2 separate regions of the Sus scrofa genome follow, and region 2 is linked to region 1. The links are chromatin contacts, called in public targeted proximity ligation maps. All regions are on one chromosome and are shown on one strand. The core of a region is the stretch at or near the end of the contact, and the rest is flanking DNA. Distances in the headings are between cores, read along the strand shown. Region 1 overlaps LOC102167892 (a long non-coding RNA gene). Region 2 overlaps WNK1 (serine/threonine-protein kinase WNK1).

What was found.
Region 2: a contact with region 1 is called in a targeted proximity ligation map of alveolar macrophages. A contact is called at or near these places in 4 of 47 Hi-C or Micro-C datasets (embryonic fibroblasts, fetal heart ventricle and fetal liver) and 1 of 2 datasets of targeted methods (alveolar macrophages).

Annotation. Positions count from the first base shown.
Region 1 is chr5:67,866,705-67,873,630 of Sscrofa11.1, forward strand. It overlaps LOC102167892 (a long non-coding RNA gene), which reads left to right. Exons shown (of 5, transcript XR_002344143.1): 1 at 1-72; 2 at 424-505; 3 at 3,864-3,915. Among named protein-coding and RNA genes, the nearest start is that of B4GALNT3, 98 kb to the left of the region's middle.
Region 2 is chr5:68,132,685-68,139,610 of Sscrofa11.1, forward strand. WNK1 (serine/threonine-protein kinase WNK1) reads left to right here. Exons shown (of 29, transcript XM_013997884.2): 28 at 5,924-6,111. Among named protein-coding and RNA genes, the nearest start is that of RAD52, 32 kb to the right of the region's middle.

The DNA of each region.
Region 1 (6,926 bases), core at 1,182-3,681:
GAGCCCCCAGCCCAGCAGCAGGGCTCCGGGTGATGTGACGGTGGGCTCCTGGGTCCTGAGAAACAAGAGAAGGTGGGTTTGGAGACGCGTGGGGTGACACCAGGGGCTGATCCCTGGGCCCCCAGTTTGCCCCACGCCTGGGCCTGTCCCAGCACAACTGTTCCCCTCCCTTGTCCTCGCCCTTCCCTCCTCCAGCTCACACTTCCCTGTTCCCCAGCCGTCTTGCCAAGTCCCAGCTCCCAGGGCTAGTGTGGATTCCATCCCTTGAAGTCATGGATCACTGCATTGTTCTGCCAGACAATTATTTATCCCTTAATCTTTGCTGGCCTATATTTTTGTTTCTTTACAAAACTTGAGTAGGATGGAAAAGAAATGTCTCTTTTAACAGAAAAGTAAACAAAATTTTACATTGTTTATTGACAGTGAGGTCCATGGGGACCACCAGCTCCACAGATCCTTCTGTTTTTTCTTGGAAACAAGATTACAGGGATGTTCTCCCAAAGCAGTAAGTAACTGTCCTACCAAAAAGCCATGGACTCCACTGGTCAGTGTTTAGGACCTGCAGCCCAGGGCAGGAGTGGCCCTGTTGGAAAACGCCAATTTTGAGGGGGATTTGCAGCACTGGGAGGGACCCACAGAAGGCATGCTGGAGCCAGGCTCAGGTCCTGCTTCTGCAAGAAGCTGGGTGTAGGAGCTCTTTCTTGCCCCTGGGCTCCCTTTCTTATCCGTGAGATGAGGAAGGTGGGATAAGTTATTTCTGGGGTCCCTTCCACCTGCGAGTGCCCCAGGGGTGGAGAAGCCCCTGCTCTGAGTGGAGAGGCTCAGAGGTTGGGGCAGAGGTCAGGTGGCAGAGGACCAGGCCAGGGGCAGAGGCCAAGAGTCCCTTGCCCTGGGCAGCTCCAGGGCAGGGATGACCCTCCAATGAGTCACTCCTGTCAGCCCTGAGAAAAGCCATATGGCAGCTTCCCTGTGCATCCGCTGAAACTCAGGGCTCAGACAAAACAGCCCAGAGGAGTGGTGGGCTCTCAGCCCTTTTGTTGGCCTCAAAATGCCCGACTACCCAGAAAAGCCCCCTGAAGAGGAGATGGTGAAGAGCCTGGCCTTTGGAGGGCTGGTTTCACATAAGGGAAGGGCTAGTCCCAGCCCAGAAAGAGCGATTCATTCAAATATATGGATTTGATGGCCTGCAGTGCCCATTTGCCTTTAATTAGGTGCCTGAGATCCTCAGTCCTCTGTCAGGATTAAGTTTGAAAGGGTGCCCAGGTCTGTTGCACACAGTAGGACTCAGAGCACTGGGAATGATGGCAGTTCCCAGTTGCAGAGTACAGATCTTGCCTGACACACAGATAAATGCAGGACATGAGTCAGGTCCCCCACAGCCCTGTGAAGCTGGTGAGGACATCCTTATTGTGGAGGCTCAAGAGCCTAAGTAACTTGCTCAAGGTCACACGGCCGTCTTCAAGGTCCCAGTTCTATATCTGCCAGAGCCTATAATTTTAACCCCTAACCTGTTACTTCCTCGAAGTTGAAGAGATACTCCCTGCCTCCGAGGAGTTTGGGATTTAAAGATAAATTTCTGTGGCCTAAGTTGAAAGAAGACCATGTGTACTTTTGCTAAGAGCAGGTTTGACACATCTCCCGAGGCGACCCTTGCCTCAGACCTTCCTGAATCTGCAGTGGGGCTGTCCCTGAGGCCCTGCCTCACTCTGGTGGAAAGGCTAGAGTTCACGCTGGCAAGAGGTGACCCGGGCAGCTGGGAGAAGAGGGTCGATAGACTCTCATCTGGACATTCTGAATTTTGACCCCCTCAAATGTTTGAACTGTCGTAAAATTAAAACAGAAACAAATATGCACCCCTGAAGACCAATGGTTAATATAAAGCAGAATTTACAACTTCATTTCATCCAGGCCTGAGCTTCTCCATGTATGAAATGAGAACAGTATGCCCAGTTCAGCAAGAGTGCTGTTAAAAAGATCAATGAGAGAATGTGGGTGAACGTGCTTTGCAAACTGTGAAGCCTTAGAACAAGGGTGAGATGAGGGAGAAATCTCTCCCGCTCAGACTGCACTCCCACCTGTGGGCCTAGAGGCATTCTCAGGGCAGTGTTCTGATTCAGCCCGCCCCAGCCCAAATTTCTTCAAGGGCCTCCGCTGTCTTCTCAGCAGCCCCCCTGATCTCTGAAATGCTTCTCTGCCCTCTCTCCTCACCCACCTGGGGGACCTCCCTTCAGGCTGCTCCAGGCGCATCTTTCAGTTCTCAGGCAAGCCCACCTACACTGGGTCCCCAAAGGAATCTGCGGTGCAGAAACCACCCCCCACCCCCGGCCCCACCCCCTGCCCCCAGCTGGCTTCCACCTACCTCTCCAGCCTGGTGTCCTCTTCCTCCTCCCTCCGGAGAGGGGCAGAGGGTTCAGCCTCCTTACTGGGCCACACCACATGACTCACTGTTCCCTGCACACACCCCACCCTTCCGTACCTCTCCTGCTCCCTCCAGGATGAATGGCCTTTCCTCCCAGTGCCCCCAACCCCCAGGCCTGCCCTTCCTCTGGACCCTGGGCTGTGTTCAGACCTCTCCAGGCTGCCCCTCCAGCTGCCTGCTTTGTGGTGGGGAATCCATCTTCCACATACCACGGTGCCCAGTTCAGTGATTTGCCCACATGAAATGCATGATAAATGATGACAGCATTGACATTTTCATGTGAAAGTGTTACTTCAAAGAGTTTTTTGGAAAAAGGCAAAAGAATGGATCCTTGAAGGTGGGATTTCAAGCCGGACTCCTGCATGAGGGGTGTGCTGTTTGAACAGTGAATATTTGCCTTTAAAATAGAAGCCCCTGGCCTAGGGAGCCTTTCTACCCTGGTATCCTGCTTCAGGGAACAAATGACTCAGGCTGGACGCTGTCACTGGTCTTCAGGCCAAAGCCTGCAAAGGCGGGACCCCTGAGGCCTGTGTTTGGGGCAGGCCCTCAGCCTGCGGCCTTCCCTGTGCCAAGAGCAGTGAGTCTCGCCCTTGGAAGTCAACAGTCACTAATCCACTGTGGGTGAGGTGTCCGCCTGCTCAGAAATCTCCCGGAGCCGCGAGGCGCCAGCCCTCCCCCAGGTGCACGCGTGCGAAGGCTGCCCAGGGAAGGTGTAAGGCGCGTTCTCGTCCGCCAGGGGGCCCCAGACATCGCAGCAGGCCCTGGGGCAGCCCCCCGCCAGGAGGCCTTCTGCTCCCTTGAGAGTCCAGGAAGTAACAGGCTTTCTTTCTGAAAAAAGGCCCGTGGGGCAGAGCAGGCCGGAGGGACAGGAAGGCACAGGGGCTGTAATTAGAACCCCTGCGGCCTGCTTGGTTTTTGTCAGAAAGCTTTTCTATGTCTTCTGCAAGAGGTCACCTTGTCAGCCACCTGGGTCAGGGTCCAAAGTTAATCTTAGAGCTGCCACTTAGAAACTTACAGAGACTTGGAACAAGAGGTGTCCCCCCACACACACACCCCACCCTCCCACAGCTTGCAGTTGCTCTGGGGCCTCCAGATCCATCTGGAACTTTGTTCCAGGCTTTGGGGTTCTCAGCGACATTCCCCAAGCTTGCCTGACCCATCTCTGCTCATTGTCTGCCTACCAGCCTTCAAAGGCCAACAAACTGAGCCAAGATTTAAACAATAATAATTAAATACTGAGACTGCTGTATGCCACACACAACCCCCATGAAGTGGGTATTAATTGTCCCATTTTACAGGTGAAGATATTGAGTCTCAAAGAGATTAACTGCCCTGAGTCACCAAATACTAAGGGATGGTCCCTTTACAAAGCCTGATCAATTTAACCTTAGACTTTATTCATGTCTTCACTTAAACATTTACTGAGCGTTTCTTGGTTTTGTAGAACCTTAGATTTTGCGGTGGAACCTGAGTCCAGATAGGAGGCCTCAACACGGGTGAGTGAAAATGACTCTCAGAACAATTCATCATAAAGCAAAACATCAACATTCCACACGACAGTGCATATGAGTTTGTACCTCCCCACTAGATTGTATGTTTGCAAAAGGCAAGAATTATTTCCTTGGAATTTCAGGCACTTAAAATAAGCAGTGAGAGTTGCTCCGACAGTCCCTGGCTGTGGTCCAGGTGAGCAGACCTCATCAGCAGATCATATCTGACACGGAGATGGGAAAAGGGAAGGTGGTGAATTTCCCACCCCGCCCAGCAGAGCAGGAGAGCCTGCCAAGATCCCACGTGTTTCCAGCGCCTCTGTGCTGGGCATCTAGGAGACAAGAGAGATCCCTACCTTCTGCATATCCCTGTCCCCTAATCCCCTCAAGTGACAAGGCTTAGCAGGAAATCAAATGCATAAAGGGGGAAGCATAAAGAGAGATGAAAAGACCCTTTCAATCCCACCCCAGAAGATAAGCTTCACAGGAACAAGGATTTATCTGTCTTGTTCACTGTGGCATCCCAGAACCTGGCCCCTAGCCTGGCGTGCCCAACGAGCGAACGATGGCTTTGTCACCCCTGTGTTCACCCAGAAGGCGCTGAAAGGGCAGGACCCTGTGAGCTGCGTTCTGTGGCCCTCCTCCACGGAGCCCTGGGGGGCTGCAGGAATTTTCCCCTACCCATAGCTGCCTACCACGTGGGCTTCTTCCATCCTGCCTTGGCCCTCAGCGTGCGTGCGTGCGTGCGTACGTATGTGCGCACATGCGTGCGTGCCCACGTCCGCGGGGTTGGCACCGATGGGTGGACTGCTGAGGAGTTGGGGGTACTGCTGTTCTCACTGGAAGGGTCCCAGGTGCAGTTTTAGGCGTGGGAGGAAGACTAGGGCAGTGAGGAGTCCTTGGGGCACTGTGTCCCGGGGTCAAAGCGAGGCTGCTAACCGCCCTGGAGGTCGTCCAACCCCGAGTCAGATGCTGCCTTGCCCAGAGTCTGCCTGCCAGCCTTGCTGCACCCCGGCCTCGGGACTCACCGCTTCCCCCTCCAGGCCCAGCAGATCCCACCTGGGCTCTCCCCTCCGGCCTCAGGATCCACCAGCAGCCCCAAATCCTGCGCGCTGTGCAGCAGCAGTGGTGCCGTGGGACAGGGTCTGGGAGAAGCGAAGGGCAGAGGATGAGGGGCTCTGGGCTTAGAGTCAAGGAATTTGAACTGAGGTCGCGGCCATGTCTTCCCTCGGCGACCCTGGGCAGCTCATGCGACCTGCTGGTCTGCACACCTCTTTGGCAAAACGCGAGGACTCCAGCCCCTCCTTCATCGTGAGAAGCCAGTGTGTGATTTGGTGTATACACGCACAAGGGGTGAGCCATTGCCCAGCTCTGCCAAATCCTCAATTTAAGCGCCGGGACGGCCCCAGTCCTGTTGTCACCCAACCCCTCACTTTCTCTGGAACGTGACCCCCGGGGGATGCTGAACACGCTGAACAGCCCGAGCTCCAGAACTTTTACAAAGGTACAGCCTTTCAGTAACTGTGTTTACCCAGCACTTAGCCTGTTCCAAACACTCTTCTAAGTGTGTTTATGCATTATCTCACTTACTTCTTACAGACACCTTTCCAGAGGGGAGACATCATTCAGAGAGATTAAGCAACTTGCCTGAGGTCACATAGCTGGAGGCAGAGGAGACAAAACGCAAACCTGGGTTTGCCTGAGGCCAGAGCTCCACCTCTGAACTACTGTTGTTCTGCAAGCCTCTGGTCACCTCTTGTTGTTCTGCCACCTTTGAAGAAGCCCAGGGCCCCGAGGAGACCTTTCCTCTAGTCCCTAACTCAGTTTCTAGCTAGTACTGTGTGCTCAGGAAGGAAGGAGGGAGGGAAGGAGGGAAAGAGGCAAGGGAGGAAGGAGTCAGGCAGGCAGGCGACAAGTCATGCTTTTAGCCTCGGCCTAGCCCCAGGCTGGAATCACCTTTCTAGAGCTGGGGCCAGTGCCCCAGGCAGCAAGGCAGTTGTTGGGTCACTGCTGGGCCCTCACTCTTGTTCTAAAAATACCAAGAGGAGAGCCCTCCCAGGCCACCTAACAGATATCCAGTTGCTCCTGGGGTCAGTTCTGTGCAGCCCAATCCTGCCACCTGGCACCTGCTCCCTCTGGCCCCTGCCTGACAGCTGATCCTGTCATCCCCGTGCATTTTACCACAAGGCAAAGTCCAGTTCTGCAGAGGTGGGAACTCTGGGCAGCCAGGCCCGGCCTGGCCTGGCCCCGCCCTTGCTGAGCTGCTGGGCATCCAGGTAGTTCCGGGGTGTTTTCCCCAAAGCGCAGTCCAAGCAAACCCTTCTTTGCTGGGGCTCTGTTCCCATGGCTGCCAGTGCCTCCAGCCCCTTTGGCGTTTGAACAGCGGCCAGGTTCCGGGATGTGGACCCCAGCCTCTGAGTCGGGCCCCAGCACTGCCCTCAACAGCTGTGTGACCTAGGACCTCTGTTAGCTTCCTATAAATGCCAGAATAATAAGATTACAAAGCAGTGAAGGCATTATCCTGTTTTGAAAGATATATATTATGTGCAGAGATGCAATAAGTAAAATGTTAACAGTGTCCTCTCTAGGCCCGAGGATTTGAGCTGCCCTTATTCTTTGGGTTTTGTCTCTATTTCCTAATTTTTCCTCAAGAAAAAATCCTAATATTTTCCTAGTATTTCCTGTTTTTTCCTCAAAGAACACATACAGTAAAAGGAAAAATGTTAGAACAACCCCACAATAGATATTTAAGTATTTGTCTTGACTTTGAGGAGAATGTTAATGAAAGTGGGTTGCAGACTTTAAAGGGCTTTGCAGTGTCTGGGGTTCTTGATACCGTTTCCCAAGAGGCGTTTTGGAGCTGGACCTGCAGTGGGTGTGTGTGTGGGGGGGGGTCCCCACACCTGGAAACCCTAAAATCAGCTGCCCCACCTGGAGCTTCATCCTTCCTCACCAGGTAGGAAGGGGAGAGAATGCTGGTCCATGTAATGCAGCATAGGCGTGGGCAAGGCCGTGGC
Region 2 (6,926 bases), core at 3,192-5,691, 270 kb after region 1:
AACATTAAAAAGGAGATAGTGCCAATAGGAGGGACAAAAGCCTGATGAAGAAGCCACCTTAAGGTGGTCGGAGGACCCATTGGCCATAAACCAGCTGCTTGGTACCTGCATGGCTCTTTGGTCTGAAAGGAGAGTGGGTGACAATGAGATTAGGTGGGATCACTGTTCCCATCTACCAGAAATAGGTTTTTTCAAGGGATTACAGCAGAAGTGATGTCTCTGCTTCTGAGGCCTCAAACAAATGAATGACTCCTTTGGAATTTGAAACTTAAGCTTTAATACTAAACCGGGATTTCCTGGACCAGATTCTAAGGAGTTTTAGCTATTTCTGAGAGCTAATGCATTTGCTTTAGCCAGTGTAGACCTTTAAAATTTCTAAGTATGAGAGAAGAATGCTAAAATGAATAACAGCCCTACAATTCAATTTTTTGCCCATAATCTACTTTCCAAATATAGGTTGTTCATTAATGATCACTCAGAATATTCCTTTAGAGGAAAGAGCTTCTAGTAATATTAAAACAAGAATTGAAAGGAGCAGGGTGTTTGGGTGGAAAAGAATGAAATAAACTATAGGTAAAGTAGGAGTGCTTTGGCCACAGCATCACAGACTTGGAGGTTAGGTTGTCTCTTGGCTGAGATGAGCGTAAGATGAGTGTGTTCTCAGGTAGGAGCGCTATCTGGGCAGGTGGAGGGGCTGGGGCCTGGTCCTCCTGCTGCAACCAGGCCTGTGCTGTCCCAGCACGTCTCCCACCCCAGCCTCAGGGTTCTAACGTCTCGTAGCTGTGTTCTGTCTCCTCTCTTTGTTCCTCCCCATTCTCCCTTCTCACAGGCTGTGCGAAGTTTAACTGTGCGTCTGAGCAGGTGACGTTCAAACCTGGTGGCAGGAGGACCCGATTTCTGAGTACGCCCTGCTTGGCTCTTTGTGTGTAACACCTTTACTCCTTCCTCGTCCTCGTGTTTCTGCCGCTTGGATCTGATGTTTCACGCAGTCCATTTTCATTTGTTCTTTGTATATCATCTACTCAGTGGCTTGGCTGAATGATGATTACCCTCAGAAGTTTGGGTCTCTGTAATTATGAAAAAACATGTAGAAATAACAATAGGTTTCTGTAAACTTCAAAGTAACTTTCTGGGCCTCTCAGTAGGCCTTTGACAGAGGGCAGATGTGGTGTCCAGGCTGCAGGGACTGTTAGGTCATTCAGCATAATGAATGCCGAACACACAGTCCTGTTTAGTGCTGCCCCTTGCTCTGGCATGAGAAATCACCGAGAACCTCTTGACCACAGGTGCAGGTAAACGTTATACCCTGTTTTTCTGTTCTTTTTCAGAGTAGATTAGAATCTTTTAATTTTTTAATCTCGATTAAGCATAACTGTCTATTAATTGAAAAGATGCCAGAGTCTCTTCATTGGATGCCTTCACCACCACTACCCTCTAAATCCATAAAATCAGTATTTCAAAAAAGGGTTCAGTGTAGTTCTTCTCATAAAGCTTATCAAATACCAAAGGTCAACACCTATAAGTGAAAATGGGCTATTTAACAAAATTGCTGGGATTTCCCAGCTTTCTTCCCCCAAACAAGGTGCAATAGCAAGTCACCCAGCCTCTCCAGCCCATCTCCCCATGTGTGAAATGAAGGTGGTCCTGCCAGACCAGATAAGATCACGTGCACGAGGCAGAGCGCACTGGGGAAACAGCATTTCTCTGAGTAGCCAGAGCCTTCCTGGCACATAGCAGGTAGTCGATAGACATATATTGAAATAAAAAGTGTTAAAACAAAAATAAAATAAGGATCAAGTAGAAAACCTTTGCTAGAGTTTAGATAAAGATCTTTTCTGTAAGGCTTCAAACTTCTGATGTGGTTATTGAAGTGCTTTTTTAAATGCATGTGCTAAGGCCATCATTGTTTCTGAGTATGGTTCAGAGGTCCTTGGGCCTCACATAGCACTAGTCCAGAGCTATTTAACAAAGAGGGAAGTGGAAGGCATTACCCAATTTGGTAGATTTGTGGGCACTCAGATCAATAGCTTTTCTGGTTAGGCCAAGCTAGACCAAGAACATTAGCTCCTTGACACTTAAGTAAGCATTTAATTTGTATTTCCAGCTAGAAAGATGAAAAAACACTAACAGGAAGAGACAAGTGTTTTTAAAGTAGAATGTGATGTGTCAGGCCTATGTTATTCTGCAGGCTGAAGTGTCTTAAGAGGGAAGAAAGAAAACCAAGGCTTTTCTTGTGAAGGAAGTAGAGTGTGATGGGTACCACTTCAGCTTAATTAATTCAGTAAATTCTCTTTACACTTTTAAAGGTAGGTGGTATTACACTTTGTTCACATGAAAGTGGTCAGAAGTGTTAAATCTTAGCACTTCCTTCTGGGTCTAAAATGAGAGGTCCTATCTCTGTCAGTACACATCACATAAGCCTTGGTGAACAAATCACAAGATTATAGCAAATGCAGAGAGAAACAGGGGCTCCCAGACATGAGCTCCTAGCTAATCTGGGATGCATTACTCTAAGCTCTCAAAATAAGAGTACAGTTTGGAAGCACGGCTTGGCTTAATGCTTTATTTATGTTCAAAAATTGCTTTTAAAGATTTTTCTGGGGGGAGGGGTTAGGATGTACATTAGGATGTGGAAATATATGAGCCAATTTAAATTAAAACTGTAACAATGGTACCATCTGTTAGCCTTCTGTGGTAGAACTGCTAATGCATTTAATTGAGTGCTTTTTAACAACCCAGCAGGAGAAACAGAAAGTGGGACAGGATCGGTGGAGAGACTGCTTGGGTATTTGAAATTCAAGCAGTGAGACCTGAGAAACTGGAGTTCCTCCCCATGCCAGAACTTTGACGCGGGGCATTATTCTTTCAGATACAAAGATTGGGTGTGGAAACTTGACTTCTGTCAGCCAGGTACCCCAGGTCACCATGTCAAGGCCAACAGCCAGTCAGGTCCATCGCACAGAACAGTGTCTGTGACAGGGCTCCCAGGTCCCTCCAGTCTGTCCCCCTCCTGCTTTCTCTTGCTGGGACTCTATGTGCTGTTTAGAGATTCTAAATATTTTACACTGATGTTTCCTTATCTTTAACACATTGCTCTCTCTTTGTGCTTCAGGGAAGATGGTGAAAAAAGTCTGTCCTTGCAACCAGCTCTGTAGTAATTATCTTTTCTTTCTGTTACTTCTGGTCCTTGATTGCAAAGCCTTTTGCCCTTGAGGTCTTTGAACCCCGAAGCCTCACAACTCCTGGATTTCCAGCTTCCATTTGGCTGGTGCTGCACCCTTCTCTGGTTTCGTCTTTAACACGCTCAGTTGCTGTCACTGGCTGTCCCTCCAGATTTTAGGTCACCACATAGTGCCCTAGATGACAGCCCCACTGTGGGGGAGGGGAGGGCACCCGTGGATGTGTGTAGAAGGATCAGGGGTGCCTAGCTCCTTAGGGAGAGAGTCCTGTAGTCAGAAGTCACCACGTGTGCCAGCCGCTGCGGGCACACTGGAAAGTCAGCAGGGATTACAGCAGCCAGAGTCATGCCCTCATATCACAGTGGGAGGCAGCTGCTGGGCAGTGAGGACAGGGACAGCATTGTAGACAGGTGGCTTCTCGTGAAAGTGTGGACAGTTCTACGGCCCAGCAGGCCACCGAGAGGTTCCTCCAGAAAACTCTGTGCTTGGGACACTGGGCAGTAAGTTGTGGCTCGTAATAGGCTCTTGTTACTGGATTTGTGGGGGTGGGGGAATGTGTTAAGGCAGGAGAAGAGTTCAGCTAGGGAATTTTGGGTGGTAAAGGATGCTACTTTTAGAGCTTTTCAGCAGAACCGAAAAAAGGCTTAAAGGTTAGCCAGCAGCCTCTCTGGAAGGCAAGCAGCGTTCTCAGAAATATCTACGTGCTGCCAGTGTCCTTAAAACATTTTACTGCTACAGTGGACCAAACAAGCACACTACGCATTTTCCTAGATTTTATTACTAAGTCAGCTTTTCCTGGGAGTTAATTTCTGGTCAGAAAGGAGTGTGTTTGTTTCCTTCTCTAATGTGGAGATCTGTTTTCAGAAGCCAGAATAAGAATGTTAGCTGTATGGTTGCCTCTCCCTCGTGGTATAAACCCCACTTTCAGAATCCAGTATCACGTAACATGGATGAAAATGAAAAATGAAATTCGGTTATAAAGGGGCCTCACAGCATCAAAGGCGACTAGCATGAGACTAGAGAGTGTGACCCCAGCATGAACGAGTTGTGTCCAGCAGTGTTCACCTCTGCCAGCTTCTGTATTTGGCTTTTGAAAGCTCTGCTCACTTGTGACTATTTGTTTCGTTTTCATTGTCTCACTGACCATCCAGCTCCTGAAGCAATACTCATTCGAGGAGGATGCTGTCCTCATGCGTGTGACACGCTTGCTTTCTGGTTTCCTCATAACCACCACTGCCTGTGCTTCCCTCCCACACTGTCTCACTCCTGCCTCCCCACTTTTCCACCTGGGTTTCCTGTCCGTAGGGAACTGACTCTTCCCTTCACACTGTATGTGCAGTAACCCCCTCCCCCCACCCCCCAGCCCCGTGGCTCTGCGAGCACTGAGGCCACGCCTGCAGTAGTCCTGTGTCTTGCCTTGGTGGTAAGAAGCATGTGACCTTCCTCACTCTGCAGCTTCACCTCGGAACTAGCTGTTCCCCAGTGCAGACGTGCTTGTGTGTGCCATTCCCCGGGTGTAGGGTGTAAACTGGACTCAGGACCAGTAATAGATTAGAGGGCTTTTAATGGCAGAGTTGCTTCAGGTGTGCTGCTGTGCTCTGGTGCTGCCTTGACCTTGAAAACAGGAACGTGTGTATTTAAATATTTAGCCCCCGCATTATTTGGATGTCTTAAGTCCTAGAGGCTCACAACTTACTATAGTAGCTTTTATTTATTCTGTAGCAAATGTGAGATGTGGTAAGAAAGTGGGGGGTGAGGGGAAAAAAACAAGACCATGACTCTTCTTTCCCTCTTCCCTAAACTTGCCTCCTCGAATAATCTTCAGTGTGCCCTCCAGCAGAGCCGAAATCAGGCAGGCCACAGACTTCTCCTTTGTTTCTCATCACACCATAGAGATAGAACTCCTTCATCACAACCCCCGAGCTTCCTCCTCCCCTGGCACCCCTACCGCAGCTGGATGTCCTGTTGCTTCCACATGAGAGTGCTTGCTCTTCTGGGAAGAGGGGGGGGAAGGTGAGCCAATTGAAACTGAGGTCACCTTCAGGAAAGCCACGTCCTCCTGGAGTTGAAAGACTCAGGCACACCACAGAGAACCTTCCTCATGAGTGCTCACGTTTTTGACTCATAGGAAATCGGGAGAGATTGAAGCCTTAACTCTCCCAAGTTTATGTTCGCAATTTCTGTTTATGCATCCAGGTGAAAAAGTTTTCTGAACAGAGCATGCCTTCTCTTATCGTCCCTTTCTGTGAAAGAACGGCTAAAGACCACATGGCATCACGCGGTTTGGGAGCCCATTTTCCCTGGCCTGTCTTTGCATTCCTTCAACTCCTCCATGAACCATGCCCTTCTTTTGCCCTACTCTGTAATATTCTAGAGCAGCCAGCCTCATTGGCCATCCCACTGGCCCTGTTCAAGGTGGCGCTGGGAGTAGAGGCCTGGTGGTGAGTTTCCAAGATGCCACGAGAGTGGGCAGAAAGAGGTTCCCACCCCTTGCCCTTTGTCCCCCTTAGATGTCCAGCCTCATCTGCAGCTCCCGAAGAGAACCTGTTTTTATCATCCTGTTTTGCCTAAGTAAGATTTGGCTAATAAATAAGATCCTGGAACCTCCTTTCTTGCATGGCTTCCCAGTTCATCCTCCCCATTCTGTGGCTTGCCATTCATCATCCTAAGAAGTGTTTCCTCTTCCTGAAGTTACAGCCCAAGCCCCTTTTAATAGTGTACTTTGTTGCTTCTTCTGACTTTAGGAACCAGCAGCACAAACACTGTTGGAGGAACAGTGAGCAGCCAGGCTGCCCAGGCTCAGCCTCCTACCATGACGTCTAGCCGGAAGGGCACTTTCACAGACGACCTGCACAAGTTGGTGGATAACTGGGCCCGAGACGCCATGAATCTCTCAGGCAGGAGAGGCAGCAAAGGACACATGAGCTATGAGGTCAGTCTTCTCCTTGTGCCATCTTGCTTGCTGATCTGTCAATGCGATGTAACACACGTCCGAATCATGCTGGTGGCAAGACAGAAATCACCCAGGTCCCCTTTTAGTTTTCCTCCCTAAATCCTTCATTCCCTATCGGTCAACTCAGTCTTCTCGTCCCTTTTCCTTCAACATCCTGAGCTGCATGCATGAGCACAAGGGCGCACACACAGACTCGATACCACCCACCTCCAAGTATTTGGACAGAAATAGACCCACAGACATAGAAAATAAATTTAGGGTTACCAGAGGGGAAGTGGGGGGATAAATGAGGAGGTTGGGGTTGACATACACTCACTACTATATATAAAAGATGATCAACAAGGAACTCCTATAGCACAGGGAACTCTATTCAGTATTTTGTAGTAACCTGTAAGGGAAAGGAATTTGAAAATAAATGCACCTGTCACTAAATCACTATACACTTGAAACTATCATGATATTGTAAATCAGCTATACTTCAGTTTTTAGAAAATCTGACTCAGAGTTCCCTGGTGGTACAGCAGGTTAAGGAGCCCATTGTCACTGCTATGGCTCAGGTTCAATCACTGGCCCAGGAACTTCTGTATGCTGTGGGTGGGGCAAAAAACAAAATCTGACTCAAAAAAAGAACAATATTAGGTAAATGTTAGGAGGGCAACAATGATTGCTGGTTTCGTCTTGGTCTTGGTCTTGCTGTGCCTTTTAAGATCGGGATACCTCGAGCCCTATAGTCCTATTTCAGTGCAACGCATCTCATAGCCACACCAAGCTTCACGTGGCCTCGTTCTCTTTAC